Regions from separate parts of the Mus musculus genome. Here region 2 is linked to region 1. A link is a contact called in public Micro-C data. All regions are on one chromosome and are shown on one strand. Each heading gives the region's core, a stretch centred on a gene start, on an enhancer-like site or on the middle of the called end of the contact. The rest is flanking DNA. Distances are from core to core; before and after follow the strand shown.

Region 1 (5,329 bases), core at 210-2,709:
GAGCCTCTTCAGGTCCCCATTTCACTTCTTTCATGTGTTGAGACCAAAGTTGCAAATTTCAGACCACATCATAGATTTGTGGCAGAGAGAAGCGAACCCTGTGGCCCTGATACCAAAAGGTGAATTATTAAGAATTAGCATGTCCCTCCTGCCTAAATCCTCTAACCAATGTTTATCCCAATGCCTCCACGGTAGTTTAGAAATTAGAAAGTACCACAGATTGGAAGGTCTGGGCAGCAGCAAGGACCACAAGACTACAGACCCCTTCCTTCCTTTTGCTTTGCTTTGCAGACTGGAAGGGTATGCTCACTGCTCACTGCTCCGATATTCTGTTGTGCTGTGATTCACAGTAGCAAGGGTGAGTGGTACCCAGCCCGTGTCTAGAATCCCCTTGCACCTGCTCTTCCGTTCATCTTTACTCAAGCTGCAGAAGTCTACTGGCTTCCTTTACACCAGGCAGTAGAGGGGGGGGGGGCGGGAGGGGAACTGTATTTCTAGGAACCCAATCCAGGTCCTGTTGATTCTTTCCACATTCTCCGTAATTACTCTCCTCTTGGCGGCTCATCACTTTGATCCACACATGCAGGTGTGGCCTGCATCTGAGACTCTCCCACAAGCTCTTCCATACAAGACAAACTTGAAGTGGCTGCTCATAAGAGCACAGATTTCTGGTGCTGCTCTGGGCCCTTCACCCAGTCCCATCCACCCTTTGTCCCTATGTGGTGTTTGTATAACTTACTGCCTTTCCTTTCCTCATTATATAAAAATGTTAGAACGAAAAAAAAAAAGAAAGAAAAAAATGTCCATGATAATTGTGTGAATGCCAAGTTCGCATTCGTTTTTTTTTTCTTTTGAAAATAGAAGATTAAATGTTATTACTCATATCAATATATGCTATAGCTCATATCAATTCCATTCCAGTATCCCAGTCAAACTGTAGGGACCTCTCTTCATCTTAAGTAGTTAAGTTGTACTAGAACAGGAAAAAAAAAGTTGATAGATTTCCCTAAGGTGAAACAAGCTTAAGGGATATTAAAATCGAGGCAGAGAAATGTTTTCGGTGGCCAATCATGCGGGAAGGCAGGGCATGAAATGAGCAATAACTTATTCATGATCCAGATAAGCCGCCACCCTGCTTTTCAACCACAGGGAGGCCAGGCTCAAAGGGCAAGGGCAGTGCGCAGGCAGCACCACTGCGGCTACCTGGGAGCTGGGTCACCTGAGTCTAGACTGCCCAAAGGCGGTGATCCCTTTGCCAGGGCCACGAACGAACGACTCCCACAGCTGAAGACAGCCCAGGCTTCGGACCGTGGAGGGACTTTCGCCCCCGCACAGTGCGGGGGTTCCTCGCGCTCACCTGCCTCGGCTTGCGCCCTGGGCGGGGCTTCCCGCGTCCCCTTTAAGAGGCCGCATCACCCGCCCTGACGTCAGGGTGTCTCTCCGCACAAGCCCGCGTCCCGCGCCGCGCCCCCGCGCCAGCAGCTCCCGCGGTCGCACGACCAGCGGCGGCCCGGCGACCCCAGCCGCCTCTCCGCATCTGCATCTGCATCTGCCGGCCGCGCAGCCTCCCGCATCCCATCATGTCGGTGGCAGGGCTGAAGAAGCAGTTCCACAAAGCCACTCAGGTAGGGCGCGTGCAGGTGCGCCATGGGCCGCCCCGCAGACCGACAGACAGACGGCGTCCTCCCCTGCAACCCCTCCCTGTTCTGATCTGGTCCCCGCGGGGCGCTGCGCGGCAGCCTGGCTCCATAACCCGGCTCCCTGTCTCCGATCGGTGCTCGCTCCGCGAGTCTCCTCCCTGGCCGCTGCATCCCTGCTTCCTCTTCCCACTCCGAGTCCCTGTGGTCCCTGCCACTCTAGCACTCAGACCTCAGTTCCCTTCCCCTGGCATCTCTGCTCTCTGTCCCCGCTGTCTCGGTTCGCCGCCCACCGGGTTCCCAGGCAGTTAGTCCCTGCACGGCAGCTCTCAGGCTCTGCACGGAGGGTGCCGCGCAGGTGCTTGGCGGCGCGGCGGGAGATTATGTAAAGTCGCCTCGGTGCGGTGACCTTGCGGTGTGGTGTGCCCCACTGTCCTGGGATGTGCTGGCTGGAGCGAGGTTCGCTCTGGAGGCTGCGGAGGTGCCCGCGCTCTGCGCTTGCTCCAGGCTTTGCGCTCCCAGGCCTTCTCAGAACCCCTCCTTCCCAGGCCTCCCCAGGCTCCCAGCATGGGAGAATGTGGTTCCCCTAAGGAGCATGCATGCATTAACTTTTTTCCCTGGAGAACTCCTTGGTGAAGCTTATTTGAGGCCATGGTTTGATCAGTGGTCTGCAAGTCTTTAAAGTTCTCCCACGGGTTTTACTGCGGAGGCAGTTGTTAAAAACTTGAAAATCACTGTTTACTAGATGTGCCAAATTTTCTGTGTGGGGTAAGCTGAGATTAAAATTTAATCCAGACCCACATAATTTAAATCTCATTGGGCCCAACTCAGTGATTTTACAAAGAGAAAATGTCCAAAAATACTTACGATGTGACCCATTTCTTACATAATGTGTGGAGTTACAACCCTTTTATTCATTTGGAACAGGTTAAATTTTAAGATATATTTAACAAGAAACGACTTTATTGATAAACCGTAAAATACTTTTTGCGTAACCATTTAGCTTTAAAGATCCTTATCCTAAGCTAACCTTAATTGTGTGGCTTCTGTAATTTCTTGTTTTTTAAAAACATTACTTTTATCTTTTTTTACAATCCAGCCACTCCCTTCCCTCTGGGTCCCCCCTCCCACAGTTCCTCATCCCATTTCTCCCTCCTGTCTCCAAGAGGATGTCACGCACACCAGGTCTTCCCACTCCCAGGAATCTCAAGTCTCTCGCACATCTTCTTCCACTGAGGCCAGACCAGGCAGTCCTCCTCTGCTATACATGAGTCTCATTACCGAGTTCACAGCCTCAGTACTATTGCAAAAGGCATAGGGAAAAGGTGAAGACTGCATTCCTCAAGTTTGCTTAAATTAAGGTGCAGGATGACATTCACCCCTGAGCATCATCTCTGTCACCATAGACTTAGCATCATCAAATGAGTTCTGTTGGGAACTAATTTAGGGAGACAGGAAACAGTCATTTTAGGAAGTGCTTCTAACTACATATATATTTGGTTTTCTCACTAGAATTGTCTGTGATCTCCCTATTGGAAAGGTAGAGCCAAGTATATTATTCACTTGATTCTGGCAACTTTCCAGTTTCACAGAACCAATCTGTGCTACCAGTGAATGGCATAGGACTGCCCTGATGTCACCCACCTTATTTATTTATTTATTTATTTATTTATTTATTTATTTATTTAGGTACTTGTCTCATTTCTAATCTAGACCAAAAGACTGATTCTACCAACATTCCTTTAGGAGCCTTGGCTTTGGGGAGGGAAAGGCTAAGATTTGAATCCCTCTTCTGCTACCTAGGAAATTGAGCAAGCTAGTTTTCTGAATCCGTCCTTGCCAAAAATGAGACAAAATTTCTCAGGGGAAAAGTAAGGATAAATGAATTTGTAGAGCATATATAGAAAATGCTTAATAAGTGGTAATTGTTAATGTTAAGGATAATTCCTTTAGCGTTAGGTACCATTCCTTTCCACTGGTAATAACGAGACTTGAGAACCCAGCCGGGGCTTCGATAACACACACAGTAACCATCTGACTCCATTCAGCTCATCCTGAGGTTGTGTGCAGCTCTGGAAGCAGGAAAGAACTGGAACGTCATCGGGGAAGCCCCGTCTCCAGGTGTGGAGGAGTTCTACTAGGGACGGACCTGCTCCTTACCACTCCGAACCCAGATACTGGGTCACTGTTCACTGCCATTCTCTTCCTTTGCTGAAAAGCCTTTTTGTTTTAAAGGTGAAGCAAAACACAATCTCATTCATAGCTTAATGGAGCCTAGTCTTTAAAAACGTAAGGCAAAGGTTACTCTCCTGTGCATGGATGTGTTATTCTAGAGGGTGTGTAACGCGAGGTGGTGTTTGCCTGCTCTGAGCTCTGAGGGAAATGGTCCTGTCCTGCTTTGCAGTCGTTTCCTGAATCTGATCTTTGCTGCAGAGGAAGTGTTAGGCCCCTGACTGCCATGCTGGTCAGAGAAGGCAACATCTTGCCTTTCTGTGGAGCTGAGCTTCCACAGAGGGGTGGGTGGGATTTCATCAATAGAATATGCCTTTAGTGTCAGTACCGTTGGGTTAGGGTTCCTAGTTAGAGTGTGCCCCTATGGTTCTCATATTAGAACTTAATATCTCTCCCTTTCATCAATGGTTACTCTGTAAGTAAATAATTTTTATTGCAACATAGGACAAATTGAGCAATTACTACTCTACCTTCAGAGAGTTTTATTTTTATTGAGCTTCCATTGTATCATCAGTAATGTCAACTTTTAAAAACTTGTTTGAATTTGCAGCAGTCTGTGTAAACATAGCTTTAGTTCCTGGTTAATACTGCAAGCAAACCCATAATTCTTTTCCTATACTTCATGATCAAGTGTTTGCTATGGTATGTCTTAGTATTTTTTGGCTGTGAAGAGACACCATGACCATGGCAGCTCTTATAAAGGAAAGTGTTTAAGGCTGGGCTTCCAGCTCTGAGGTTTAGTTCATTATCATCATAGTGGGAAGTATGGTGGTGCACTGGTAGCCACTGTGCTGCAGAAGGGGCTGAGAGTTGAACATCTGGATTAACATCTGAATTAGCAGGCATCAGGAAGAGACAATGAGCCTGGCTTGAGCATCTGAAACTTCAAAACCCATCTCTAGTGATACACTTCCTCCAAGAAGCCCACACCTACTCCAACAGCCACTCCCTATGAGCCCTTGGAGGCCATTTTCATTCAAACTGCCACGGGGTGCATATATGGTGTCAATTCATTCTTCAAACTGTATGGCAGTGTAAGAAAATCTTTTTACAGGATGAACTGTTTTAGACAATTACATTATTAGTTTGCTAGAATATACGTAGCAAAGTACCCCAAACTGAACAACTTAAACAACACAAATGTACTGCATCACTTCTCTTGAGAGAAAGATGCTGGAGGTGTTAGGTCACTGCAGCAGGAAGGCCATGGTCCCTCAGACAGCACCAGGCAAGAGCTGCTCCAGGCATCACTTTTAGCTTCTGGGCCTTTATTGGTAGTCTGTCTGGTTTATCTTAACTTACATACAGTGCCTTGATGTGGTCCTCATGTTTACACAGCATCACTGTGTGTGTGTGTTTGTGCTCAACTTTCAGTTTCCCAAGGTGCCAGTCATGTTGGATTAGGAGCCTACTCTAGTGGGACCTCGGTAGCAGTGTTCTTGTTTTCCTGTAAGGTCATA
Region 2 (5,603 bases), core at 1,362-3,861, 140 kb after region 1:
TGTTATTTTCATTGACATTTCTGTTTGAAGCACTGACATTAATCTATTTATAATTGTATTAAAGAAAATTCTGGCTTCTCAAAGTGTGGAATGAAAGTTAAATAAACTGATGTGAGAACTGCTAGAAGCTGACGTGCAGTTTATTAGGGAGTAGAGTTCGCTGCATAAATTGCAGGTTCAGATGTAGGTTTTTACGATACCACATCATTTTCATGACACCTCTACGCACCTCATATCCCACACTGTATCATGTCTATTACGATGCAGTAAACAGAGAAATCTTATATGCAGCGATGGTCGATTCTTCTGAATGTATTCCTCTTGGCAGAAAGCAGTGAAAGGCAGAGAGAAAATAGCATAAGAAACACACCTCAGGGTTCAACAAGAGATTGCCAGCACTTTTGGTGCCAGGAATTGGTCTCCAGAAGCCCCTGCAAGAAACCCCAGCCAACCTCACTGAGAAAACCCACATTGCTCTCAAGATGGCTGCAAACAGAATACAGTGAGGCCCCCTGTAAATACTCTCTGCCAAGTAACTCTTGAAGGAGGTTAAAAACCATGCTTCAGTATCCGTGCTTATGGAAGCTATATAGCACAGTGACGTCTTAGAGGAAAAATATATGTACACCGCCACTGTTAGGGTGAAAAAAGAATCAATATTCCTGTCTAATAAAATCAGTGGTTTTTTTTTCCTATGATTCTGTCATACATTTTTATTATTCTTGATTTGAATCATTATTTCTGAAAAGGATAGTATATCTGTTTTTAATTAACGTGAAGTTTGTATTGAAATTTGATAATCTGCATATTCTAATTGACAGTTAAATCGGTATAGTAATGGAAAATGATTGAATGTCAAGGAAATCCCCTCAACGTAGTTTGATGTAGCTTCTTGCCGGCCTGTGAGGATATAAACAGGGAGACGACAAAGCAAGTCCTTTTATCTGGAATCAGCTGGGCTCATTTCTTCTCTAATAGTTAAATGGATGCTTGTGATTATCTGTTCAATAGCCCATTGAGGAACAGGTTGAACAAGTAGCAATTTTCTACCTAGGAGCATTTTAGATCCATTATCAGAGGGAAATGATTATTGTGTGATGTGGCTGTTCCTTAGGACTTACAAAGGAAAATGTTATCAACTAGCTCGCTGTAAAGTGACTTGTGTAACGGAAAGAGCACTGGGGCTGAAATGAGAAGATGCAGGTTTGAGTGCCCGATTCAGTAGCCACCTGGCTCGTGACCTTTGGGATGTTGCTTAGACAAACTATACTGTGACACTATGACAATGGAGCTGCCGACCACGGTCAGGGAACGGTTCTGAGGTCATGTTAGGTGCTGTTTCTAAAAGTACTCAAAACTTTTAACCCTTTTTTTTTGTGAAGGAAAGAAACAGTTTCTAATGATCCCCTGTTGTTCTTATCTCCTACAGAAAGTGAGTGAGAAGGTGGGAGGAGCGGAAGGCACCAAGCTCGATGATGACTTCAAAGAGATGGAGAGGGTGAGTTTTCCCTTCTTGGCCTTCCTTTGGCATGGAGGTGTCCTCTGTAAGACGGTGGAGCCGTTCTGTACTCAAGTCTCAAAATGATCCGTTTCATTGAAAAACATGCTCCCTCCCTTTGTAATTTGAAATAGAAATGGAAAGCACACCATCTTCTCTGTGTCCCTCCAGAGCCTCTGTGAAGAAGCATGCGGTCTGCACTTTTCCTCATAGCTTTTGCTATCACTTTCCCGAATCAGTATGGTACAGAGCTGCAGTTGAATTTGGGTGGGGTGGAAATGAGAGAGGACAAAATGGAGAACGATGTCTCAAATCTTGTAAGAGACTTTGAATCTCTCTCTGACTGCAGTGGACTTCCCAAGTAGGATGCATCCTGCTAGGGGCAGGTCAGAATACTGAAGAGAGAGCAGTTTGGGAGTCCAGGCGACTTGGCCTTCCTTCACTCTATGTCTACCACTCACTGTAAAAGACCAGTGTTTGTTGAATTGTCTATTTTCAAATGACAGTAGAATGAGAACCCTAATGCTTACTGAATATTTCTTATTATGGATCAAAGTAAATTATTTCGCATTCTGCCTGAAACATTATAGGTTCTGAGCAAGTAAGCTGGAGTTTGTGGGTTAAATATCTTTTTTCTTTTGAGACATTAAAGATGTTTTCTCTTTCACTTTGAGGTTCTTATCAAGAAGTAAGTGTTTAGACTTAGGCAGATAAGTGAGTGTTGAAATGCAGAGAGAAGACCGTGAATTGGTATTGAGGGGCTTGGTCCCGTGCTTGAAGAGAATGTCATAAGTCCATACCCAGTACCTCACAGCTACTTTCTGTTTCCTATCTGCAGAGGGTTGTAAATACCCCCTGATCTTCAACCACAGCTGGTAAACAACACCCTTTCCTGGTGATAGAAACAGGAGCCTACCCTCCCTTGTCAGGTCCACATCTGCAGACAGAGACACATCCTCAGGAGCAAAGCCTCACTTTCTCCTGAGGATCCCAGAGATCTGTTAACGTGCTCCAGCCTCTGGAACTTGCTTAGCTCTCCTTAGCTTCTCCCCTTCGTTCATTTTCCTTGAGAGGTCTTGCAGTGTGCTGCATGGCTAAGAGCCACATCATCACAGAAGCTGAGGCCAGCAGTTAGCAACTTGATGTGTGCAGGTGTCAGGAGTTATTCCTGTAGTTCACATGGGCCCAAAGTAAAGCTGCTAAACTAGGTATCTCACGGTAGAGACAAGCTAGCTCTTTGTGTCTTAAATGAGACTGAAAACCGAAGGAGGCTGGAGCGGCTAATTAGACCTTCGGAGACTCACTTTGCTGTGAAATCCATGCCAGTCTTACAGACTAATTTAAATGAGAGGATCTTGCCAAGTATCTTACTTTAGGCTAATATCACAGACGTCCTCCGAGTCTGAAGATGAAGTGTAAAGAGTTCTGGTCCTTATTTCATCAAAAGTCACTGAAGTATTTATTTCAAACCTCAGTATTCCTGTTATAAAGCAAACTTCTGCTTGAAGAACCTATGTGTGTTCCTGCATTTGGGTTTTTCTCTAAGTAACTTGAGATGTTTAGATTTCAGTGCAGTGTAGAAATTTGTTTGATTTTTATTGCATATTGCATAATATAAAGGATGTCTTTTTATCTTATCTGTGATTTTCCTAAAGTTCGTACACAAATTGTGCTGAGCATATTGGAAGATAGGCTTTTTCTACAGTCATTGAAGAGCATTTGCTGTGGATTTCGAATATCAAGCCGTTAATATTCATGCTAATAATTCAAGTACTCATAAAAAATATTTTAACTCAGTGTCTCTAAACCTACAGAAGATTCACCGCATCACCTTTTCATGGTTGGTTTTCTGTTCACCAAGTGTTTGATGTGGAGAAAGCTTTATTTAGTTTTACTCTCTGAGGTGCAATTAGACAACAATAGGAAATAAATTAGAGGTCTGTAGCAGACAGCACTCCTGGGAGGGAGGTGGCCGTTCCTAGAAGTTCTCTCTAGTCTCAGCCTAACCTGCTCTTCCACTGAGATTCGATCCCAGACCATTCCTGCTTTCACAGAATATCCTTCTCTAGCCGATGCCCTGAGGCCCCTGGTTGAGTCGTCTTCACAGACCCAGTAGTTACTCTAGATGACAGTTCTCTTTCTCCTAAGTACCTGCTGTGCGGTTGCTTTCATTTTAACCATAAATGTCACCATTGTTTACCAATTTCATTAAGTATAGGTTAAATTTCTTTCTGTGATCCAGACACTGGACACTGTTTTTATTATAATGCTGCAGATTTCTGTTGTTGCTGTTTATAGAAGATTCTGGAATCTGAGGAACTTCTGGTTGCTTCTTAAATTTACATCCATTGCTACAGTTATGCTAACTGGGGGAGGGCTTCAATGGGTTGATATGTAGTTATTATGTTCATTAATTCACTTGGAAGATAAATGAATACCATGTCTGCCAGGCATTGTACTGGGAACTAGAAACAGGATTGTACATGAGGACCAATCCCTCTAAGAGCTTTCAATTTGAGTTTGGAAAACAGGAATATAAATAGATTCCAAATCAGACACAGTGCTTAGTGCCCTGGGAGGATTTCCTTGAAAAACACCAGAGAGAAGCCAAACATGGGCTTCTTAGAGCAGTGGAAACTTCTAGAGGAGAGAATACTGAGCTGAATCTTCAAATATTCTTTGGCACTGTATATGAATATCATGCAAAACTCACAGTCAAGAGGGATAAAGTCTTTCTGCAACCTGAAGAGCATCTTGGGGAAATTCTTTGTTAAGGTCACAGAAGGGTTTAGGGCTAGAAATGGGGGGAAAGGTGATTTAGGTAAAAATAGAATTCCTAAGGGGAAGCCTCAAGTCTTAAGAAAGGCAAGATGTTGAGAAAGAAAAGTTGCCATTCTAATTGAATATGAGGGTAGAGATTGGTGGCTGAGTGCAATGTCGACAATGCTGGTAGATGGTGTCCCTCATGTCCATGTCCATCATGTCTTAGTTTCTTCAGGGAGACAAATTTGGTATCATCGAATCCCTTGTGAGAGAAGTAGGATTCCTGAGTAGAAACGACCTGAATCACACGACAAAACTTCTGTTTACCAAAGCTGCTGTTTTGTTGTTGGTGGTGGTTTGGATTTTGTTTGTTTGTATGTTTTTTGCCACAGACCTGCTCACACTGAAGCAGAGGCTGAGCCTACAGTTCCCTGCTGTCATGGGAGGTGTACCACTTACTCATTGCTTGAGTTTTGTTTTTGAGTAAGTTTTGTCCAGGATATGTCTCACATGGGGGAGAAGAGAGGGAAATTGCAGCCAGTGTGCTCAGAATTCCTTCTCTGAGGAGACTTAGGGTTTACCATGATACTGGGGTCTCTCCTTCATGGAGCAGCAGTGAAGGAAACATAGTCACTGGCCCAAGACACTCTCTTACTGATGTAAGCTAGATGGGGAGCTGGAGTCACAAACAGCACAAGCTTCAAAGACATCCTTCTGCTCTTCTGGGACTTCCATGGAGACAAGCTTCCTTTCAGCTATCTGTGTAGAGTGTATTCCCAAGCTATACTTGGTGTGGGGTAATGCCTAAGATGATTAGCAAAATTAACATTAGAGTAATCAGAGCCTAAATCAAGCTTCATCTTCAAAATACTAATTCTCTCTTAGCCTTTATGAACACAAGATTTCTGCTTTAAAGCGGGGAGTTTGGAGATGGATGTTAACTCCCCCGGAGTTAGTAGGGAGTAATTAAAAATACCACTCTTGGATCAGCCCGTGTCTCTCTGCCAGACAGGTCTTCCCAGGGTGCAGCTTTCATCACATCCCTGTGACTTGTTTATTCAGCACTTCAAGAGTGTGTATATTCTTAACTCCAGTAATATTAAAATTAAAAACTTGAAAAGATGTTGGTGTTTTATATGGCCTTTTAACTTCTTTCACATAACCACAGCAGATTATTCCATATCCAAGTGATGATTTAATTCATGCCATTATTATTGATTGCCAAACTTTCAGGCTGTCTGTACAGCATGTAAGGTGTTCTACCTCTGACATCGGACATCTGACAATATGAAATAATGTCCCTCATACTTCCATTGCTATGTTAAAGAATTCATAGTTTTCA

Evidence for each region. Hi-C and Micro-C count contacts between places; a contact is called where the count stands out from the background.
Region 2: a Micro-C map of embryonic stem cells shows a contact between it and region 1, with 4 times the contacts expected there. The contact joins the enhancer-like site here to the promoter of Sh3gl2 in region 1. A contact is called at or near these places in 1 of 39 promoter capture datasets (hippocampal neurons), 6 of 484 Hi-C or Micro-C datasets (cerebellar granule neurons, cerebral cortex, cortical neurons and 2 more), 12 of 115 datasets of contacts at active chromatin or transcription factors (SST interneurons, embryonic forebrain, embryonic limb bud and 5 more) and 2 of 9 other capture datasets (embryonic stem cells and pancreatic islet).

Annotation. Positions count from the first base shown.
Region 1 is chr4:85,203,997-85,209,325 of GRCm38.p6, forward strand. It overlaps Sh3gl2 (SH3-domain GRB2-like 2), which reads left to right and starts at 1,460. Exons shown (of 9, transcript NM_019535.2): 1 at 1,460-1,625. The coding sequence starts at 1,581.
Region 2 is chr4:85,345,695-85,351,297 of GRCm38.p6, forward strand. Sh3gl2 (SH3-domain GRB2-like 2) reads left to right here. Exons shown (of 9, transcript NM_019535.2): 2 at 1,430-1,498. Among named protein-coding and RNA genes, the nearest start is that of Sh3gl2, 140 kb to the left of the region's middle. Within about 2 kb of position 2,612, at least 7 of the 459 cell types and tissues checked have an H3K27ac peak or open chromatin away from gene starts, as enhancers often do. A contact at or near this core is called in embryonic stem cells, where this site is marked.